Regions from separate parts of the Zea mays genome. Here regions 2 and 3 are each linked to region 1. A link is a contact called in public Hi-C data. All regions are on one chromosome and are shown on one strand. The core of a region is the stretch at or near the end of the contact, and the rest is flanking DNA. Distances in the headings are between cores, read along the strand shown.

Region 1 (4,676 bases), core at 621-3,120:
CTAAACTAGCACAAGATCACACTTCTAAACTGACTTTCTAAGAACTGCAATTCTGTATATTGCTTTAGAAACTACACTTGAGTTATCTGCAATTCTTTTTTTCTCTGCCTATTATTAAAAAGAGGCTTGTTCCGTTAGCACTCACAACCATCTGATGGATTCAATCTCTCACGTGCCTATACAAGTTAGAGTAGTGTGTCTAAGGTGGTGTTTGTTTCGGCTAATTTCCAGCTTCTGGCCGCCAGAAACTGTTGCGGACTGCCAAACGCCTAGCTTTTCATCCCGCTTTTGTGAGAATCGCTTTGATGAAATCCGTCCAAAATCAAAGTGAACACTGAATTGGCCGAGTCATCGCAATAGTAAGAATATGTCACTTTCTAGATTCTAAACCATATGACCCCCTTCATCTTTCTCTGCACGTAATCCCCACGATATTTAGATTCCCCACAACTAGATTCTCAAAAAATCTCGTCAAAAAAAAGATGAAACAAACAGACCCTAAGCACGGAGTAGAGTCCTATTCCAAAACAAATTAGAAAAATTGAGTGTTTCCATGGTTGCTACTCTCTCCTGTGCACTTGTTGAGTTAGAGCAAAGTGTACAGGCGCAGCATGGAGGCGGGTCTCAAAAAAATTAGAACACATGATGATCATTGCTAAATCTTTATACCACATGTAGACATTAGGTAAAGCATTAGGAAACAATGCACAGGACGGCGTTCAATTCCAAGATGTATTGGAAAAGTTGACATGATTGTTACACAAATCTCCAAGCCACAAGTCATCTAATTAATCATGCAACAAGTTGTGCGTTCCATTGCAACGCATAGGCATTGTTTGCTACTTTTAATAGGAAATTGTAACTGTAAAAGGATTGATCATACCATAAATTCACAAGAAATGTGATGTAATCATATAACTAAACTAGGAAAGTAACATTTGTTTCTAAAAGAGTTGTAAAGATCTATTGCGGTAGCTTTGAACATTAACTGAAAAAGGCCCCTTAAACACAAAATAAAATATCTATTGTGCTAAGCAACAATTGATATGTCCAGTCTCATCCTTATGGATAGTTGGATACTGGGAAATCATAAAATATGTATTGTGATGTTTCTAAGAAACAATTTATATGTCCAGTCGGCCAGTTATGGATACTAGAAATAATAGGATGCGTTATCAGATTTAATCTTTCCCTTCTGAATCCTCTAAATCTGTCGTCTTGCTTAGCTTATCTCAACTGGAACAAGTACCTAACAGCATCCAAGATCCTCTCATTTAGCTCATCGCACCCAACGGCATCCAAGATCCTCTCATTTAGCTCATCGCAACTAGAACAAGTACTCAACAGCATCCAAGATCCTGTTGTACCCACCATTCCTAGAAGCAACTTACCCAACAAAGGCACAGACTTCCAATAAAACTGCATCTAATTGTAAAGTTTAAAGTTCACATAACAGTACAACCTGACCCGAACAATCCCCTCCGGACAAAATTGCCATTTCGGACCCACGTTTACCTTCGACGGCAGAGTGGAAGATGCCAAGCCCGCCCCAGTGGAGGTAGTTGTTGACCGGCGTCAGGTCGTACACGTTGAGAACCACCGGGTAAGTTGCCGCCCCCGCCGCATCCCCAACCGCCGCGCCACCGGAGACCGCCCCGCCCATCAGGCCCGCCGACCCTCACCGATTTTCTCCCCTACCTCTGAGGAGATCTCGCGCGCGCCCCGCACGCCGAAGACTGACTGACCGCGCGCGCAGTCGCCCCCGGCGCGCGAGGCACTAGCTACTCGAGGCGAGATCGCGAGGGACCTTCGATGGAGCAGAAGGGGACGAGAGGCGGATGGAGACGAACCAGTCGACACGACGACCAACCGAGCGGATCGAGAGCGTGTTCCGGGAGAGGTTCACGGTACATTGACTGAACGGTGGGGTCAGGAGAATGTGGTCCGAATAGCAATAGAATATAGGTGTGTATCTGCAAAGTGAGTCCATGGACCATGTTTGACTGTTTGTATATAATGGTGATAAGGGCCTCTTTGTTTCATTTAGTCCATGACTAAAGTTTAATTAGAGAACTAAAATTTAGTTTATATCATATTTGGTTTTAAAGACTAAAAATATTTAAAATACATTAATTAAATGAATTATAAAAATACCTCTTACCATTCTCTCGTTATTAGTGTAACTAAAATAAAGAAGAGATAAAAAGTGAAATTAATATGGTTTAGTCTCTTTTAGTCTCTTTTTGATAAACTAGAGACTAAAATAGTTTAGTCTCTATTTTAGTGCCACCGTTAGGTACTAAATGAGACTAAAATAGAGGGATTAAATTTTAGTCACTCAAACCAAACGGGCTTAAAGTTAATGTCGTAGAATTTTAGTAATAGATTAAAGTTTTTATAAAGTATCTATCATATAATTAAAGTAAACTTCAGATAATAGGATCCAAACAGGCCCATTCGATTCTCAGTTATATACCTACGTTAAGGTACCTGGAAGGGGAGGGCAAGAGGAAGCGGCAAGGCCCGACGCCTGTCACAGCTTCCATGCCTCTCGCGGTGCGAGATATATATATATATATATATATATATATATATATATATATATATATATATATATATATATATATATATATATATATATATATATATATATATATATATATATATATATATATATATATATATATATATATTGTATATTAGGAGCACTGGGCTTCCTTTAGTTATTGGAAGCCCAGGCCAGACAGTGCAATCCGGTCGAGCCGGACCAGGTCCAGACGTCTATAAAAGGAAATCTGTAGTGCTAGGGATCCGTTTTTACGCCCATCTCGATTCATTAGCGACGGTTGCCAGGCCGGCGGTGGCGGCGGTTCCCAGGCCGACGGTGGCGGCCCTCGATCCAGAGGGCGAGCGGCGGCGGCAGCGCCCTTATGTGGTGGCGGCGGTTTCCAGGCCGGCGGTGGCGGCCCCCGATCCAGAGGGCGAGCGGCGGCAGCGTCCTTGTGCGGTGGCGGCGATTCCTAGGCCGGTGGCCGCAACTCCATTACCTCGACGCGCGGTGGCGGAGGTTCCTCGATCCGCAGCGAGGCCCTTGTGCAGGCAAGCGGCGGCGTCCCCGAAGCCCCGAGGAGGCGGCACTTCCAAGGCCGGCGAGCAAGCGACGCCCGTCGACATGCGAGTAGCGACGGCGACGCATGAGGCGCGATGTTCGAGCGAGCGACGTCACGGAAGGGGCGAGATGCGCGCAGCGATGATCGCGCGTGACATCCTCTGATCCGGCGCATTTTTCTTTTCGTTTATTGTGTTTTATGCCTACCACATGTATTATTTACGCTAAAAACTGTATGTTTTTATGCTTTAACACAGAGTTCGTATATCAGTTTACTGCATGCACATTTGAAAGGAAATTCCTTGATTTATGCTGTTCTTAATTTGCGCGCATGCAATGGAAACTCCCACGATTTTGCCATAATTTTTGGATCTGTATAAAAATAGAAACCGCATGCATGCGGCTGCCATGTTTTTCGGATCTGTCATAAAAATAGGATCGTAATAACAACCTACTAAAGCTATCAACCTCTAATTGACTCGGTATTTACGCTTATAATTGAGGGATTTTATGCTCAAAACTTAAGGTTTTTACGCTCCACCCGGAGATGCGTCCACCAGTGAACAACATGCCAGATTTTTTACGCAGTCTAAGAAATTGCATAAATACCTACACCGTGTAGTATAATTTGTTTCAGTATACATCATAAACTAGTTCTAATGCGTTTAGTTGCATGGCTGTTGGAGGGATCCTATATTTATGAAGGAAATAAAACATTAAATGTGATTTTTTGTTTCTATGCATGCAATTCATTTCCTTTCATTGCATATTCTTTCCATCATAAATTCGTGTGCATGCAGCCTGTAGCAGATTTTTACGCAGTATACCGAATTGCATAATTATCTACACAGTGTAGCATATTTAGTATCAGTATATAGCATAAAATAGTCATTACGAGTTTTAGTTGCATGTCTGTTTCAGCGATCCTAAATTTATGGAGGAAATAAAGCATTTAAAACAGAAACCGCCACACATATCTTTCCTGAATTTACGCGCATGCAAGGGAACGTGATTGACTCATGCATGCATTTTGCCATAATTTTAGGATCTGTATAACCGCATGCATGCGACTGCCATGTTTTTCGGATCTGCCATAAAAATAGGATCGTAATAACAACCTACTAGAGCTATCAACCTCTCACATTGACTCGGTATATACGCTTATAATTGAGGGATTTTATGCTCAAAACTTAAGGTTATTACGCTCCAACCCGGAGGTGCGTCCACCAGTGAACAACATGCCAGATTTTTTACGCAGTGTAACGAATTGCATAAATACCTACACCATATAGTATAATTTGTATCAGTATATGTCATAAACTAGATTTAATGTGTTTTAGCTGCATGGCTGTTGGAGGGACCTTATATTTATGAAGGAAATAAAACATTAAATACGATTTTTTTGTTTCTATGCGTGTAATTCATTTCCTTTCATTGCACATTTTTTTATCATAAATTCGTGTGCATGCAGCTGGTAACAGATTTTTACGCAGTGTATCGAATTACATAATTATTAACACAGTATAGCATATTTAGTCTCAGTATATAGCATAAAATGGTCCTTACG
Region 2 (4,676 bases), core at 603-3,102, 770 kb before region 1:
CGGGCGTTGGGGTTCCACAGGGCAGTAGCTGAGCGCGGGCGTTGGGCATGGTGCCCACAGGGCACGGCGCCGAGGCAGGGCGCGTGGGGCGGGAGAACCAATCGAGGCACATGGGGTGGGCCCAGATTGTCAGCGCGGAAGGAGAAGCCGTGGTAGCAACCAGGCGCTCACATTAGGTTCTTAATATAGTATATATATAGATTTGAATGAGACTGCAAATGCATAGTAGCCATTCACTATGGCTTATTTAAAATTTATATAACGGCTTGACAAGGGCAGTGTGAAGGTCTTCAGAAACTCAAAATTGTTCGCAAACAGCACATGCCTTCATATCACAGCAACATGGCATGTTGCACAATTTCATGCTAAATTGGATACTGGTCAGCAAATTTACTTTAAAAAAACTGTGACACTTATCTCGTTAAATTGTGTTCTCAAAAAAGCAGGTTTGGATAATTGCAAGTTGCAACCACTCGTACACCACTTAGATCCCACTTCTGAATATTTAGACTGTTTCTATATCAGTTGTAACTTGCAACTAGTCCTCAAGCACAAGAAATTTGAATGTAGTATTTTAATAGGACACGAACACCCTTAAAGGAGCATCAACACTAAGTACTGTCACAAGTACAAAGACTATCTAAACTGTACAATTTCACTAATGAATAAATAAAAGATGGGTGGCAGAGCAAAACAGGCGATACTAGTAAAAGGAAGTGGTGGAAATTACCCCAAGTCGGTATGAGCCAAAGGTGAAGAGTACAGCATTTGCCTCTTCAACCATTTGATCAGTATATCCTCTCTGACTAGTCAATTGCTTCACCCAGTCTTTTACAATCTGCAAATGCCGAAAGAACATGCTTAGGGAAGAAATAATGCTGGAACCATGGACACGGATACATAGTGCAGCATTAAGCACACGTGTGGCAACAAGAGTAGCTACCTGGCCAAGCTTCCCCAGCACCTCCTCCCGCCTAGCAGATTCGTCAGGGCTCTCATACAGACCCGCCTCGACCAAAAACTGCAAATCAACAACAGCTGTAATTGAATAGTACAATATCAATCTGAGACGGGAATGTGAAATCGTCGGGCGAAGAGTTGAGACAATACTGATAACATGAAACTGAATTAATCACAAACCTTCTCTAGTTCCGCCGTCCTCTGCAGGTCGGCCTCCACAGGCCCGAGCAACGACAACGGCTTAGTTATTCCGTACTGCTTTGGGGGATCAGAGCCGCTGGCCATGGAACCAACGGCAAGAGAACACAAAATCCTCTCCCAACACGAGGACGCCCTGAAGGAACAGATAGCGTAATTAGCACGGATCGGCCGCCGGAAACCCCGAAAATCCCGGTAACTCAAGGCCACGCCGCCACAAAAACAGCAACTTTTACACGGAGATAGAACGCGACACGACCTCTCCCAGGGCTCAATCTGGAGCGCCCGATCCCTTATAACTGCTGAGCACGGCGACTCCTACTAGATTACGCAAAGGTAACCGCCTGGCACAAGAACCCAGAGCTCCACCACCCGAGTCGAAATCCCCCGCACGGAACCTCCCCGAACTGCGCCGCTGGGACGGGTCGGGTCAAGATCAGACGGGTCTAGATCTCCCTTTCCCGCGCGGATCCGGCAATCCGCCGGCCACGTCGGCGGGGAACAGAGAGAAGGAGGTGGCGCGTCGGCCGCGTGGGCCGTGGGGTGGCGGCGGCCGGGGACAGGCAGGAGAGAGGGACGGCGAATAGGCAGGGGATGGAGATTGGAGGGAGTAGAGAGAGAAAGGGATTTCTCTGGGCGATCCGTCCGTCTATTTCCTTGCGGAGACGGTGCAGTTGGTAACCACGTTCGTTGCTTAGGGGGTGTTGGGTCAGCTAAAATTTAGCCCTATCACATCGAATGTTTGAACCTCCGTTCGGGGTATTAAATGTAGTCGGATTATAAAACTAATTTCTCAGCCGAAGATTAAAAAGTGAGACGAATCTAGTACAGTTGATTGGGTCTATATTTCATACTCCTACTTGAAAGTCAAACGCTTGATGTGACTCGGGCTAACATTTAGTCCACAGAACCAAACACCCCTTAGTATAGCTGTGACTGTGTTCTCTACAATATTTTATTTATACGGTCGCTAGATCGAACAGCTGCAGTAGCTGTAGAACAGCCAAATAGGCTATTTGTCGCGTTGAACGGGTTGTTGTATATGATCATTTTTATTTAATCGAGATAATAGTTGTCTTCGGACTAATGCCTTTCCCCTACGACAGTTCTAGTGGCTCACTGCTCACACAATGCGTTCATCGCTTTTCACTCTATATCCCACAGTCCAAGCGCGCTACAGTAACACGTGACATTTGAGGCCATACGCAGTCGGCACTCTCTCCTCGTGTTCCGTGTATAGCAATGTTTTTATTGGAAAAAAGATAATAGATGATGAATAGGTATGGAAAATGTTATTTTATGTTTGGAGTAGTATATAGAGGGTTAGGGGGTGTTTGGTTGCTCCTGCTAAAGTTTAGCCCGGGTCACATCAAGTGTTTGACTTTTAAATAGGAGTATGAAATATAGACCTAACCAACTGGACTAGATTCGTCTCGTCTTTTAATCTTCGGCTGACAAATTAGTTTTATAATCCGACTACATTTAATACCCGGAACGGAGGTTCAAACATTCGATGGGACATGGGCTAAATTTTAGCGGGTGTAACCAAACACCCCCTTAATGTAGAGTGAATTGGTGTGGAGAGTAGAGATATAGGGAGAGAGATTGCTGACGTGACCCATGAGTGAGATATAGAGTGAGACTAGTCGGTTGCATGTGCGTTGCGATGGCTCACAACAATACCCACGTAAAAATATCCACAAAAAAAATCTTAAGATTTTTTTATTGATTTTCTCCGCTCTCCACATAATAGTTTTTTTATTTAACTAACTGATGTTGTTGTTTACTCCATCCAATATGTCTTGGTACAACACGGCCAATGAAGGTAGTGATTGAAAGAGAGTTCACAATGACTGACTGAACAAACAGATATTACATAATGACATAATTCCATCATACACAGACCAAATAAGAGAAAGTTTGTGAGCTCAAGTTTCTAAAATAAGTCACATGAACTCAAACTTATAAAAAAATAGATTAAAATATGGAGTGGTTGCTAAAGTCAGGCATCAATAAAAACTCGATGTGCTTCATACAAATTATGGTACTTTGTAGCAATTACTAACGTTTAAAACCAACAAATAACATTTCCTTTTACTGTTAGCGTGAAAAATCATTGCTGCTCCATCCAATTCAACAACCTCAAACACCATGGAGTCCATTGTGCCAATGTGGTCTCAAAAACGACCTAACACATGCAAGAGCCAAGAACATAAGGGACGAGCACCCGGTGGTAGTGCCTGCATGGATCTCCAAATCCTAACACATATTTTGCAGGATCCATGAGCCATCATCAGAAGAACACAAACCATGTGCAGACAATAAATAAAGTATTAACACACCCAAATTATGTTTAGTCATTAGCACAACAAAAAACTAACACCCAAAACAACAGAGGAACAACACAAATTTTTTTGCAATGACAGAAAGATGAGTGACAGGTACAAAGAAGTTGTAGAAGCATATGAAGTCGACACCGTGGTAAGGGAAAGGCCATGTAGACAGGCGATACCGAGCCATCGAACGGGTACCATAGGCAGCAAATCAGGAACCCCCATCTCTCGCCTCCCCCACTTCCAAGGTTTCATAGAGCATGAAGGGAAGGGAAGAGAAGGGAAGGGAAGAGGCAGGCATACATGTTCGTTGCCGGAGAAGGACACGACGAAGACCTGGGCATCTGGAGGCGACATAGGTAGTATACCGCTAGATACATATAGGGAGAGAGCACGCAAGCGAAGAAAGAAGCTCAGCCGGAGCAGCTTCAAACCGAGAGGCACCCGCACCAGGTGTCAGTCCGAGAAGGGCGAGAGAATGCGAGTGCCTTCCCAGCCCTGGACCCGCCGAGGCGACACAACACCACCACCAACTCCGTAGCATATGCTGACTGCTGCCACGCTATGGGCCTTGGTTGTCCAATATCTCAGACCTAGACTCCTCATCGCCAAGATAACCTAAGCGTGACAGGCGCCACTGTGTCCTCCTCGATGGCACGCACGAAGAAAGGCCAGGAGGAAGACCGACTCGCCCCGTACCTGCGTCGACGAGCGTCGGTCGGCTTGCGGCTGCGACCGTGGGCGAGGGTAGTAGGTTGGGGAGGAAGAACAGGGCGAAGGCCGAGAAGACGAACGGGACGTCCGACGATGGTGAAAACGATGGTGCGCACATATTGTGAAATGTCCTCGTGGACGTACAATAGCCACTACGCAGGTCGGTGTCGGGGTTGGCGTCGGACGAATACGGGGAGGAGGTGTCTGCTCCCACGCCCTCTGCCGAGAATGGGGTGGCGCGGAGGCGGAGGGATGAGGGGAGAGAGAAAAGAAGCAGGATGACGAATGAGGTAGCGGCAACTGAGGCGAGGACCATCATTATCGTGTGGAGGTATAGATGGCCAAATAGGCCATGTCTGGCGGGCCGGTTCGAGGCACGACCCATTTAATAGTGTCTAGGCCAACCCGACACGAGCGTCGTGTCGTGCTTGGATCGTAGCCCCGGCCCATAGTGTTGGCCCGGCCCGGCAT
Region 3 (4,676 bases), core at 1,191-3,690, 730 kb after region 1:
AATCACCAAAATAATTAGAAATGGTCCAAGGGAACATTTGCCTTTCACTAAGTCATAGAAACTCACATTTATTCTCCACAACTTTTCCGTTTCATCTCAAACAAGGACCAAAATGGCACTTGCACTAGAAACCAAGTTAGACTACAAACAAAAGTGCCAATAACATTGTAAAAGGTGCATGAAACATATTCAAAAGCTTTCATACTTATCCTTTTTCATCATCTTGCTCTTTTGGCCTTGCTTGAGCTCAATATTGGACTCCAAAACTCTAAGTCACATAACTTGATCCCTCTAGCCTTATCTTGAGTTACAACACTTCCAATGGTCATTAAGAACCTTTTCAAACACATGAGTGACCCAAACTCCTAATTAAAGATGCACAACTCTTTGGGCCCTTTTAGGTTCTGACTTTGATACTTCTACTCGATCTTGTGACCATGACTCCATTGAAGTTAGGATGCTGAGCCTTATGACTTAAAACTATAAACCATATGAATTACCTTAATGCACCATAACCCTTCTCGATTTGATCAACCTTGACTTCGTGCAAGAACATCTTCTTCTCCTTAGCTTCGGGTATCTCAGTCCTATTGACCTTCTCCCTTGCTCTAGTCCCTGGAAGTCCTTCTTGCCTTTGTCCTTGGTTCAATTAGCTGTCTTCAGGTGATGTACATCGATTTTCACTTAGTAATGTCCATCCTTTAACTTTCTTTACTTGTGATATCCACAATCCATATTCATCAGTGGCGGAGCTAGAATTTATTGGAAGCCTGGGCAACTTAAAAAGATTACATAATGTAAAAAAATCATAAATATTCTGCATGTATATTGCAAAGTACTTAAAAATTTGCTTGCATGTATATAATATGCTAATCTCATATAACACGAGGTAGTCTCATTTTCAGTCTTTATGCTATGACGTTGTGTTATTGTATAATTATCAAATGCTTTAAATAATTTCCACTTAATGTAACACTAACACAGCACCAAGTGATCGAACCATTTATCTGTATGACTCGAAATACCTCTGAGCACCGTGATCTTGGATATGAAGCAGAAAAAAATTAATGATTCAAGCTAATTATCGCTTGGGTCGGCATTGACAACATTGCTATTATCGTGGAGATGAGCTAAATGAGATGACTGTTGACATTATCGTTGTTGTTTTCTGGCGCAAACAAAAAATGTGCATGAGTGTGGGCGGAGTCTGCTCTCGTACAACCCATATGAAAAGAAAATTAAGTTAGGCCATACAACCTTTGGCGGTGTAGAATCTGTTTGTAAGCATGGCATCCAGCAAGCAGCGGCAGCGGATACACATGACCATGCCATCAGATGAGAAATTATGGACGGCTGCCAAGAAAAAAAAGAAAAACATTACCTAGATATAATAGGTTTTTGCAAGAGATAAAGCCCGGGCAACAGCCCATCCTGTCCGGGCCTTAGCTCCGCCCATGATATTCATCTCAGCATATATAGAATATCTCAATATGACGCAAGACTTCTTGTGTTGAACTTTATAAGCTCTACACTAAGTACCTACTCAACACTTAACACCTTGGTCAGTCCTTTAATTGTGTTATCATCCAAACACCAAAAACCACAAGAGACCTTTCACCTCGACATCTACTCTCGACCCCATCACTAGCTAGGTTCGACAGGAGCAGCCATGTCAAAACTAGATTCAAAATTGAATTACTCCCTAAATATTAGGAATTATTGAATATCAAGCTATTTTTTACTTTTAATAGCTATTTAGTAACTTACTAAACACGAGTTTAGAGCAACTCTAAAAGGCTCTCTATATTCTTTCTAATCTATATAAATATATATATTTTTAAAAAAAGTATCCTACAACAACTCATCTAAATGAATATCCAAATATAGAAATCTTCCATTATAGGTTTCTCGCTAGTAAAATATAGAAAACGTGAATAGCTGTCTAGAGTGTAAACAAAATATAGAAAGACTATTAGAAATTGAAAAGATATAAAAACTGTTTTTATGTCTGTAAATAATAATTTAGAGAGTGGAATTTAGAAAGACTTTTGAAAATGCTCTTAGGAAACATTTTTATAAGAATTATTGGAAACTTTCTTATAAGAATTACTGGAGTTGCTTTAACTCCATACAACAAAACAAACCCCCTACAAATTGGGGGGAAATATCCTATGCAATCACTTATCCTGGTGCAAGCATGCAATCAAGCGATCTGGTGTATCCGATCTAGATCTAATGATGATTGTTATTTTATATTTAACCCCTTCCACCTAAAACATAGTACCTATTTTACTTTTAACCCCTTCCATATAAAATCGTTGGATCTGAATTGGATGCTCTGGATAGTTTGATTGCACGCTTGCACCAAAATGAGTGATTGCACAGGATATGTCCTCTACAAATTGCCACAGCGTCACAAACTCACAACGCTACACAATACGCACACTTCGCAAAGCGTCTTCCTCCGACCCCATCGCCTCTGTGGCTTCCTGGCTGTCTGACTGCGTCTGCCTGGTCGTACGCGAGCGCGTGCGTCCCTTCACCGTCACGAGCGGCGCACACCGTCACCGCCACGCTCCGTCGCCTTCCAGAAAATCTAAACCCCAGCGGAGCCGGCCACGGCCAGTCAGCCCTCACACGGACTCCGACGCGCTGCCCGCTCGCCTGCCAAACCCCCACCCCCTCGCCGGCGATGCTGCCGCGTCGGTTTAGCAACCACCCGGGCTCCTCCTCACCCCTCCCGTTCCTCGTCGTCTGCGGCCTGCTCCTCGCTGCGGCCGTAGCATTTTCCCCGGTCGCTGCCGCCGAGGCCGCTGGCCGCGGCGGCGGCGGCGGCGGCGGCGGCGGCGCTGGGCACGAGGGCCGCGCGGGGAAGCCGGAGGTCGAGGCGGAGGCGGAGGCGCGCGGGGATGGGGTGGCCGTGGCGGAGGCCGGCGGCGAGGTGGTGGCTCAGGGCAATGCCACGGAGGCCAAGGAGGGCAGCCTCGCCGACATGATCGACCGCGCGCTGGAGAAGGAGTTCCCGGAGTCCGAGAGCGAGCAGGGCGGCGGAGGTGCGTGGATCTGGCCAACTCCCGGTGTTCATCGATCCGTTCGGGCGGGATCTGGTTCTACGGGCGGGTGTGTGGGTGAGGGCGGGTGCGAGTGTCGGTGGCCGTGCTGTTTAGATCTCGGCCTTGGTGGGTTGCAGCGTGTGGGGACGTTGAGAATGGAGGTCCCGGTTTGGGCTTGGAGTTGCTTGTGCTAATCTGTGCTCTGGTCTTGCAGAGACCGATCCTGGTAGCTTCAACAACACGGTAGCTGAGAAGCAGGTGAGTTCGTTGCGCCATTTTGTTTGTGTGGCGCCCCTTTGCTGGTAGGAATCTTGATTCTGTGATTCAACATTGGGTCTGCCACAACTAGTTTTTTTTGGGTGTTTTTCTCACCACTTGCATGTTGGGATTTGTGAAGGAAAGGAAATTCGCTTTTGGACTGGACTGTGCCTGATTCCTACACTTGTGAATCTACTAGTATATAGTTATGGAGCCTTGACCCTGTCGTTAGTATATCTATGTTGCAACCTTCTAGCATTCAATGACCCATCCATATGTCATCATTGTATAGCTTTTGGGCACTTTGACTTTATATGATCATTTTGCTTTATGTTGTTTGATCGGCATTTTCCTAGTGCTGATGAGGGACATCAATATCTTGGATGTTGTTTATTTCGTGCTATGCTTGGCAATGTTAAGGGCTTATTTGTTTCGGCTTTTTTTATGAGCTTTTCTGAGAATCTGGTTGTGGGGAGAATTTGGTTGTGAGGGAGAATCTGAGTATCGTGGGGATTACGTGCGGAGGAATATGAAGGGGTACATAGTGTTTAGGATCTAGGAAGTGACGGATTCCTTCTATCGTGATGATTCAGCCGATTGTGTATTCATGTTGATTTTGGACGGTTTTCACCAAATCAATTATCATAGAAGTGGGCTGAAAAGCTAGGCGTTTGTCAGTCCACAGCACAGTAGCTTCTGGCGACCAGAATCAACAAAAAAGCTGAAACAAACATGCCCGAAGTATGACTATATGCTTGTTGTGCACATGGGAGGTAATTAGTATGACTATGTTTACTGTGCGCATTAGCAACTGTACAAATTGTTTTTTTTTTCTGTTCCTAAGATGCTACAGAAAAAATCTAGTGTTGGACATCCTATTTCTGTTTCCCTACTGGAGCTCATGTTTGATCTCCTACATGGGTGCTACATTAGTAACCCATTTGAAAAATTCAGATCCCCATTAGCATGTTTGTTACTTCTTCATTTTTAACAATACTCCCTCTGGTTATAAAAACATATCGTCGGGGACGAGTTTTCAAACCTTTAAAACCACAAACTTCAGTAACTTTTAAATTATTTAGATTGAAATATGCAAGTGTGTAGAAATAGAAGGGCAGACCTACAGTGGTGAGAGCTATCTCACTGAGTCACCAGGTCATGGGTTCGGAGTAGCCTCCTCTTCGCTTTTGCGGGGGAAATGCTTGCCTCGGTTTATCCCTTTTCTAGACCCCACTGATGTGGGAGCCTTCGACATTGGGTCTGGCCCTTTTTATGTAAGTATGTAGAATTTATTGAAAAGAACTTGCAAGGTCTCAGAAATTTGAAGGATTGTACGAATGCTATTCTAAAAGAAATTACTAATCA

What was found. A called contact is a pair of places that touch in the nucleus more often than the background predicts.
Region 2: a Hi-C map of endosperm shows a contact between it and region 1, with 2.9 times the contacts expected there. The contact joins the promoter of LOC100278989 here to the promoter of LOC100285913 in region 1. A contact is called at or near these places in 3 of 25 Hi-C or Micro-C datasets (ear, endosperm and tassel).
Region 3: a Hi-C map of endosperm shows a contact between it and region 1, with 4 times the contacts expected there. The contact joins the promoter of LOC100279299 here to the promoter of LOC100285913 in region 1. A contact is called at or near these places in 3 of 25 Hi-C or Micro-C datasets (ear, endosperm and tassel).

The regions. Positions count from the first base shown.
Region 1 is chr9:76,402,662-76,407,337 of Zm-B73-REFERENCE-NAM-5.0, reverse strand. It overlaps LOC100285913 (EREBP-4 like protein), which reads right to left and starts at 1,870. Exons shown (of 4, transcript NM_001158802.2): 1 at 1,516-1,870. The coding sequence starts at 1,663.
Region 2 is chr9:77,168,823-77,173,498 of Zm-B73-REFERENCE-NAM-5.0, reverse strand. LOC100278989 (nuclear poly(A) polymerase 4) reads right to left here and starts at 1,852. Exons shown (of 13, transcript XM_020543930.2): 1 at 1,418-1,852; 2 at 1,141-1,294; 3 at 944-1,021; 4 at 731-838. The coding sequence starts at 1,245.
Region 3 is chr9:75,675,145-75,679,820 of Zm-B73-REFERENCE-NAM-5.0, reverse strand. It overlaps LOC100279299, which reads left to right and starts at 2,440. Exons shown (of 20, transcript NR_173990.1): 1 at 2,440-3,053; 2 at 3,268-3,311.